2 separate regions of the Hordeum vulgare genome follow, and region 2 is linked to region 1. The links are chromatin contacts, called in public Hi-C maps. All regions are on one chromosome and are shown on one strand. Each heading gives the region's core, a stretch centred on a gene start, on an enhancer-like site or on the middle of the called end of the contact. The rest is flanking DNA. Distances are from core to core; before and after follow the strand shown.

Evidence for each region. Hi-C and Micro-C count contacts between places; a contact is called where the count stands out from the background.
Region 2: a Hi-C map of leaf shows a contact between it and region 1, with 5 times the contacts expected there. The contact joins the promoter of LOC123444138 here to the promoter of LOC123440110 in region 1. A contact is called at or near these places in 3 of 6 Hi-C or Micro-C datasets (leaf and seedling) and 1 of 1 datasets of contacts at active chromatin or transcription factors (embryo).

Annotation. Positions count from the first base shown.
Region 1 is chr3H:438,865,568-438,869,735 of MorexV3_pseudomolecules_assembly, reverse strand. LOC123440110 (gallate 1-beta-glucosyltransferase 84A23-like) reads right to left here and starts at 1,384. Exons shown (of 1, transcript XM_045116689.1): 1 at 1-1,384. The coding sequence starts at 1,243.
Region 2 is chr3H:439,195,297-439,199,514 of MorexV3_pseudomolecules_assembly, reverse strand. LOC123444138 reads left to right here and starts at 2,720. Exons shown (of 8, transcript XM_045120759.1): 1 at 2,720-4,037. LOC123444140 (guanine nucleotide-binding protein subunit beta-like protein A) reads right to left here and starts at 2,009. Exons shown (of 2, transcript XM_045120760.1): 1 at 1,045-2,009; 2 at 89-399. The coding sequence starts at 1,929. The coding sequence ends at 286.

The sequences.
Region 1 (4,168 bases), core at 135-2,634:
TCATGACCTCCTCGATGGATAGATGGAGCGCTTCCCTTGTCACCGGCGTCGGGGCACGGACGCCGATTCGGTACACATCCACTAGGAATTTCGCGTTGATGTTCTGATCGGACCACCTCGGGCTGGCAACGACCGGCACGCCCGCGGCGAGCGCCTCCGCGGTAGAGTTCCATCCGCAGTGCGTGACGAAGCAGCCGATCGCGCCGTGCGCGAGCACGTGCGCCTGCTTACACCACGGGACGACCTTGCCTCGGCCGCACAAGGTGGCCGCCTTGAGGCCGTCCAGTGTGCCCTGAAAGAGGACCGCGCGGTTGTCGTCGCGCATCACCCAGAGGAACGGCCGGCCCGTGCTGACCAGCCCCTCCGCTATCTCGGCAGTCTCGTCGTCGCCCGTCTTCACCAGGCTCCCGAACGCGACGAACACCACCGAGCGCGGCGCCTGCGCGTCGAGCCACGCGATGCAGCCGTCGTCATCGGAGGGCCCGTCGGTTTCCGGCTCGATGAGAGGGCCGACTGGTATAACCTGGACGTGCTCGCCAAGCGCCGCGATGGCCTCGTGCTCGAGCTCGTCGAAGGTGTTGACGAACACCCACGATACCCTCTCGCGGATGCCGCCGAGATCCTCGACGAGCATCTTTCGCCACATGTACTGGTCGGAGGCGTAAATCAGGAGGGGACGGAGCTCGTCCATGGCGAGGTCTGGCAGCCCAGGGATCGCCACCAATAGCGAGCGGCCGGGCGCGTCGTCGTCCGCCTCGGGAAACGCCGCGAGCGAGTGCACGTAGTGGTAGTACACGGAGAGCAGGGCGCAGGACTGGATCCACAGCATGCCGCGGGGGAGGCCCAGCTCGCCAGCCACGCGGAGCGCCCACGGGACGAAGGCGTTGGTCACGACGCACGTCACCGGCCGCCCAGCTTCGGCCTCCCGGCGGATGAGCTCCTTGAGCGCCGCCGGTCCAGCGGCCTCGACATGGCGCGCCATGTCGCCGGCGTCGCTGAACCGTGGATCCTCCGGCTCCCATAGCCCGCCGCCGTGCAGGCGCTCGAACCGGAACCCCGCGCGCTCGTGGCCGTCGCTGTCCTCCTCCACGCGGACGGCCGCGCGGAGAGCGGTGGTGAAGGTGACTAGCACGCCCTTGGCGGCGAGGCGGCGGCCAAGGCGCATGAGGGGGTTGATGTGGCCCTGGAATGGAGTGGACACGAGGAGGGCGTGCGGCCGAACAGGGGTCGTCGTCATCGTCATGGCAGCTGCTTCAACTACTATGTCCTGCACTCTTGAAATAGAGTTGGAGTTGGTGGGATTTTGACAGCGAAATGTTGGTGGAGTTGCTGGGATTTTAGATTGCGAGGTGTGGCGGCTTAGAGCTGCTATCAAAAAATGCTACACCTACGAATTTGTATGGAAATTACTTCAGAAAAACAGGTTTCCTTTCCTAACCTCCACTAATCTCCTCCCTGATTTTTAGGATTAGGCCCTGCGGGATCTAATTAATCAACCAAGCCCACATCACTACCTATGTAAGATTTCATAGAAAGTCTAGGTAAAAGTCTAGCAAAGCTGGAGTTATCCACAACGTGCTCGTTTGAATTGTCACGGACACAAAACGCAACCCAACGTACAGATTTAAATGAAAGTCTGTCTGTTTTTTTATCCGCCCACGAGCCATTACAGTATTATATTTGGGTCGGATTTACATCGGCGCGAACATAGGTCGAACCCGCGCGACGCCCGTCCTTCTCCTTCTCCTGACCCGTCCGTCGGTGGCACAACGTTATCATTTCCCTTCAATTTCCAAAAAACCTCCCACACACTCGCGCGCGCCATGAACATCGACACGCCGACCCTCGACGCCGTCGCCGGCCTTGCCTCCCTCGCCTCCACCGGTCCCGTCTCTCCCAAAGGAGAGCGCAAAGGGCCGACGACAATCATGAAGAAGAAGGTTCTGACGCCTGTGTAGGGCGTCGTTCAATCGACGAGGAGGAAGCACCGCCGACATGAGCAAGAGGCCACGAAGGAGGCCACAACCACGTCCAGCATCGCCACCATCGTAGATCGGGAGGCTGAAGCTGCGAAGAACCATCGGCTCATCATTGCCGACACGAGGCAGACCCTGCAAATGCTAGGGTTGAACCCAGGCCAGCACGGGCTCATCGTTGCCGCTATGTCTGCGGCCAGCACCGGCTCATCACTATCATTGTTGCCGCACATGTCCACCGCGCCGGAGGGGCAAGGCTTCGAACAGTTGCACCCTCAAACCTCCCGGTTGTCCAACTCTACGTGCTCCGGTTCATCGGAGGTGAGCGTGGCCGCGTCTGCCACGCCAGCGCCTGTGGCCATCGATCTCAACACGATGCCTATAGGGGGTGGATCGTCCTCCACGGGTGCACGCAAACTGTCTCGCGAGCTCCCAACCAACGTCCTGGGGAACGCACGGAACCCATTCGACATAATGCCAACTCCAGAAGACGAGGCCAACTGCATGTTCATGAAGAACCTCATCAACGAAGGTGGTGACGACGGCATTCCCTTCGATCCCAACGAGACGCAAAGCTAGGATGGTCGCCCCCCTTTCATGGTCGGGCACGATGGTATTGGGTACACGTTTGGTGAAGACATGGCTGACCCCCTCATCATGGACCAACTCGGCTTGGGCAGATCTTCCCTGCTTAATCATGAGCTCCCGGAAGACTATGGCCTTGATGAAGAGGATGATGAACTAGAGATTGACGGAGAACCATTGTTTGATGAGCTCCCCGCCAAAGGTAATGCAAAGAAGAAGCGGAAGAGCAAACAGACTATAGCATACACACAAAATGAGGACAAACTCCTTTGTGAATGTTGGAGAGATATTCGACAAGACACCAAGATAGGCTCTGAGCAATAGGCTTCAACATTTTGTCTAAGAGTGCATCGCGAGTTTCACAAGCACAGGAAGTTCAAGCCATACCAAATAGAGAGCAATCGTGGATTGTTCTCGCTCGACAAACGTTAAAGGATGATAAAACTATTGGGGAACGTTGCATGGGAAACAAAAAATTTCCTATGCACACGCAATACCTATCCATGCCGATGATCATTTACGAGAGGGGAGAGTGAATCTACAAACCCTTGTAGATCGCTAAGCAGAAGCGTATATAACGCGGTTGATGTAGTGGAACATCTTCACGATCCAAATTGTAGCCCATCCCGCGATCTCATCAGATCCATCCCGCGATCCCATAACGATCCATCCCGATCTAGTGCCAAACGGACGGCACCTCCGCGTTCAGCACACGTACAACTCGATTACGATCACCGCCTTCTCGATCCAGCAAGAGGGGAGGAGAGGTAGATGAGTTCTCCAGCATGATAGCGTGGTGGTGGTGGTGAACTAATCCAGCACGGCTTCGCCTGAGCACCGCCGAACTAGACTAGATGAGAAATAGATCTAAAAAAGAAGTAGAGGGAGCACATGGCAATTAGGGTTACCCTCACCTCTAAAACCTCTAGTATTTATAGGAGGGAGAGGAGGGGAGGCTGCCTTGGCCCCTCTTCCAAGGAGAGGTTCAGCCGAGCAAACAAGGGAGGAATCCACCTCCCACAAGGGAGGTGCAATCCTATTAGGACTCCTTCCTAATTTAGAAACCCTTTCCACCTTCTGGCTTTTTGCCTTATTCCTCCAATCCAGCCGCATGGGCCCTTAGGGGAGGCTTTGGTGAGCCCACTAGGGGCTGGTCTACCTCCTCTCACAGCCCATGAAGCCTTTGGGTTGTCACACCCCTCCCGGTGGTCCCCCGGTACCCTCCCGGCACTCCCGGTACACTATCGATGAGCCTGAAACTTTTTTGGTGACCAAAGCAGGACTTCCTATATATCTATATTTACCTCCGGACCATTCTGGAGTTCCTCGTGATATCCAGGATCTCATCCGGGACTTCGAACAACCTTCGGTCACCAACACCTATAACTCAACTATATCGAAACATCATTGAACCTTAAGTGTGCAGACCCTGCGGGTTCGAGAACTATGCAGACATGACCTAAGAAACTCCCCGGTAAATAACCAATAGACGGACCTGGATGTCCATATTGGCTCCTACATATTCTACGAAGATATCTATCGGTTGAACCTCTATGTCAAGGATTCAGTTAATCCCGTATGATGTTCCATTTGTTCTTCGGTATGTT
Region 2 (4,218 bases), core at 1,471-3,970, 330 kb before region 1:
GCGACTCTTGCTGATTAGATGAACTTTAAGCTATTCGACAGCATTCTTAGAAAATCCTTCAATATATCAAGCAGAAACACTGGTTCCATGATTCACGAGATAATATATTGAACAGCCAAAACCAACAAACGATGCATTATCCATGAGATCATGACTGCGGCTAAGACACAGATAGTAAATTAAGCATAAGTACCAAGGCAGATATTACGCCTCAAGACAGTCAAAAAAAAGAAGATACCACAGCCGTTTTACCGGAACAGAGGCCACTAAAACAAGATACATAATCTAGCTAGAGTAGCTGAACCCAGAGATCTTGTAGATGCGAATGGTTCCATCAGTGTAACCAGCATAGAGAGTGCTGCCATCCGCGCTCCAGCTCAAGCAAGTGCAGTAGAGCATCTGTGCAAACAATATGGACCATGGTAAGAAACCACTCAGCGCACAATAGATTTAGCTATGCATTAGAGCAACTGCACAGCAAATGCTGGTGCTTCCTATATATTCTCACTTGATACTAGGGCTAGGAGGCTCCATGGAAGATGAACAAAAATATATTTCATACAAAGATATAACAAATAATATACAGAACGAGTAGATCTCTACACATTCCATGAACAAGTACTGCAATATATGTTAATAGTACAATCTACTGAACACACAAAAATGGTACTGGTAAACATGTGCTGATAATATAACTGGATATAACAGATAGATTGCTATCTAATTACATGCTCGCAATAAGTCTTTATCATTGCCAACTTAAATCAACTAGTTCTAAATTACAGTGCACAATAGCACAACTTTGCAAGATTTCAGCTACATTACATAATGTGATGAACTAAAAACATCACTGGTAATGTTCAGAACCTATGCTAAAATATAATTCCAACATGAAGCTAGCACATTGTAAATCATCAATTTGATTACCACAATACATACAGAACACAAAATGCAACAGATCTACGTAGCCACAAGGAACTAAACAATAGTAAACAATCAGAGAAATATGAAACAACGGACTGGTAGTGGGAATTGGAAATAAACCTGTTTGCTGGAGACTGGGACCTCGGGCCTAAGGTCCTGCACGATGTGCTTTGACTCAAGATCCCAGATCTTGATGGAATCCTGTGTCGCCGCGCAGAGCCAGTAGCGGTTCGGCGAGAAACAAAGTGAGTTGATAATGGATCCCGCATCCAGCGAGTAGAGTCTCTTGCCCTCGGTCAAATCCCACAGCAAAGTGACGCCATCCTTGCCACCAGAGGCGCAGAGTGAACCGTCTGGGCTGACCGCAACGGCACTAACATACCCACCATGGCCATCAAGAGTGCAGCGGAGCTTGCAGTTGGTGAGGTTCCAGACCTTGACGGAGCGGTCCCATGAGCCCGAGACGATGGTCGGGGCGAAGTTGTTGGGGGAGAAACGGACGCAGGACACCCAGCCGGTGTGGCCCTCGCCGCCTCCAAGGTCACCGCCGATGGTGTACTTGCACTCACCGAGGGTGTTCCACAGCTTGATGGTGCGGTCGCGGGACGCGGAGACGATCTGTCGGTTGTCAATAGAGAAGGCGACGGAGAGGACGTCCTTCTCGTGGCCGACGAAGCGGCGGGTGGTGACCCCGGTGGAGAGGTCCCAGAGGCGGAGCTCGCCGTCCCAGGATCCGGAGAGCGCGAACTGGCCGTCGGAGCTGAGGACGACGTCCTGGACAAAGTGGCCGTGGCCTGTGAGGCGGCGGAAGGGGACGCCGTACTCGGAGCTGGTGTCCTGGGTGGCCTGGATGGGGTTGGTGAGGTCCCAGACGAGCAGCGACTTGTCGCGGGAAGAGGAGACGATGAAGGGCGAGTTGTCGATGGGTGTCGCGATGGCCGTGACCACGTCGTTGTGGCCACGCATCACACCGGCGTACACGAGGGACTCCTGCGCGCCGGCCATGGTGGTGTGGCGAAGCGAGCGCTAGGGTTTTCGGGGGGTGCGGTGGAGGCGGCGGCGCAGGCTAGAGATGAGAAGGAAAGCGGGCGGAGAGGGAGGAGGAAGACTTTATAGTGGGGGCGGGCGTGAGACGCTAGGGTTTTCGTGCATTGCTAGCACTCTCTGCTCAGTTCAGCAGAAATCGTGGCCGTCCGATGACGACGAAAGCGTCTATGGGCTGAAACACAACAGGCCCATTACAAATGCTGCTGCGGATCCACTTGCGCATGGGCCTATAGCTTACCATCCTCCTCTCTCTTTTCTGCCCCATGGGCCTAATCATCGCTGCTGAGGGAAAAATGCAAGAAATGCTTTGGTCCTCTGCCTAGGGCAGGAAAATGCTTTGCTTGTATACTTTTGCTTGTGTGAAACATTTAGGTGACCACCACAAGAAAATTCGAGCATAAGATGATTCAAGAAAAGGATCATGTCATGACGTATTTGTATTTGCAGCTACTCCTATCGACTAAGAGCATTTTTTATTAGAAGGATTTTCATATAAATTTTGAAGAATTAGAATCCTTAAGGAGTTTTACTATGTTTGTTATTTGATTCGTACAATTGAATAATAATATACCAAATTTTTTTAAGGGATTCATTGCACTACAATACATAGGTTAATTCACTTAAGCATCTTTAAAAAATCATTTGTTTTTTCTTAAATGACGTTGGATTCTCAGCGAACGCCTAGAATTGCCATGCAAAAACAGATAAAATTGGCATGCTGTTGTAAGGGATTTGTTAGGATCTGCAGCGAAAATTGCCATGTAATATAAAAATGGCACACAAAAAAAGCGGCCTCCTTGGTTTTCTATGGTGCAGAGAAAATCATGTCGAGTCCAATCGGACATCCCCCGTTGTTTTTGCAATCCTGCGACTCGGAAAAGGCAGCGTGGAAAAAGGATCCGTCTTTCCGAAGAAAGAGCCCCATGAATCGAATCGAAGTAACCGGCCTTGTGCTCTGCGCTGTCCACGTCGATGTGCCAAGACATTCGGAGACGGATCACGATTCAGGCAGGAACCAGATAGGCGTTTGATGAGCACAGAGACAGAAACGGGTCCAAATCAAGTAATCACTTCCAGTTGTCAGCTCTTCTCCGCTCTAATCAACCAAGTAATCACTCGTTGCCGTGGCGGGATGGCAGCGCAAGGGAGTAATCCTCAAAAAAAGGGGGAGGGGGGAACGTTTCACAGCGGCTCCCGGCCGTTGGTTCCCTGAATGATTGCACCGCAGCAGGGCGGGTAAGTGCACAGTTACCAGGGAGGGCCGTGAATCTTGCAAACATGCTCGCCAATGGATGAACCATGAACGGGATCGAGTTTGCACCCCCCATGAAATTTGGTGGCGTTGGCAGCAAAGGCAGGATCGGTTTCCCAACAATCATGCCAACTCCCAGGTACCTTTTCAGAGCATCTCTGGGTTGGGTCGGGTTAGCTACCTTCCTTCTCCATTTATGGAAACAAATTCGGTTCCAATCCGTTTATCCTATAGTACTATAATGAGGAAACTAATCAACAGGCCACCATATACACAGCGGCGGACAAGGTAAAAAGGAACCTTTCATTTCACAGATAAGGCATATCTATCCCGGACCCAAGGGAGCAGACAACCACCCCTGTCTTGTAGGACTGCCCAACAGTAGTCAGTTACCGGCGGCACGGGACGCCCTGTGAAGATCCGCGGCGCGAATCGCGAGGCGGCAACCAGGTGATCCCCACGGCCAGATAAACGCGACGGAGGCCAGTAGCAGCGGGCCACCTAACCCATCGATCTCTTGCTTCTCTACTGGATGTTTGGGATCTCCAAGTCCCGCCCTGCAAGCGTCCCAAGGCCTTCTTGCCGTTGTTGGCCTGCCTCTCCTACTCTCCTGGTGGCTTGCATATCATATCATCCCTTCCCTCCTTCCTTTCTTCATCCAAGCCGAGCTCTTTACTCTTTTCATTTAGGGCGACCAACGTGTGATGCGTTGCTATGTCTCATAATCTCATTCTCACGGCGTGAGAAAAGCCCCTCTGCCTTTTTCCAGCTCCACCGGCTTGCTTGGCGCGGGCTTCGTCCCATTTGCCCCCAGGTAACGTGCAGTTCATGGCCCTTTTCCGTATGCCTCCGTGCCTGCCTCCGTGCATGGGCGCATGGCTCTTCCATTAGCTCCCTTTCTGTAAGCAAAGGGGATGTTTGGTGGGAAGATGCTTGAAAAAGAGCCGCTTTCCTGCCGTCTCGTGTGATGTTCGTGGTCTGATTCTTGTCATGTG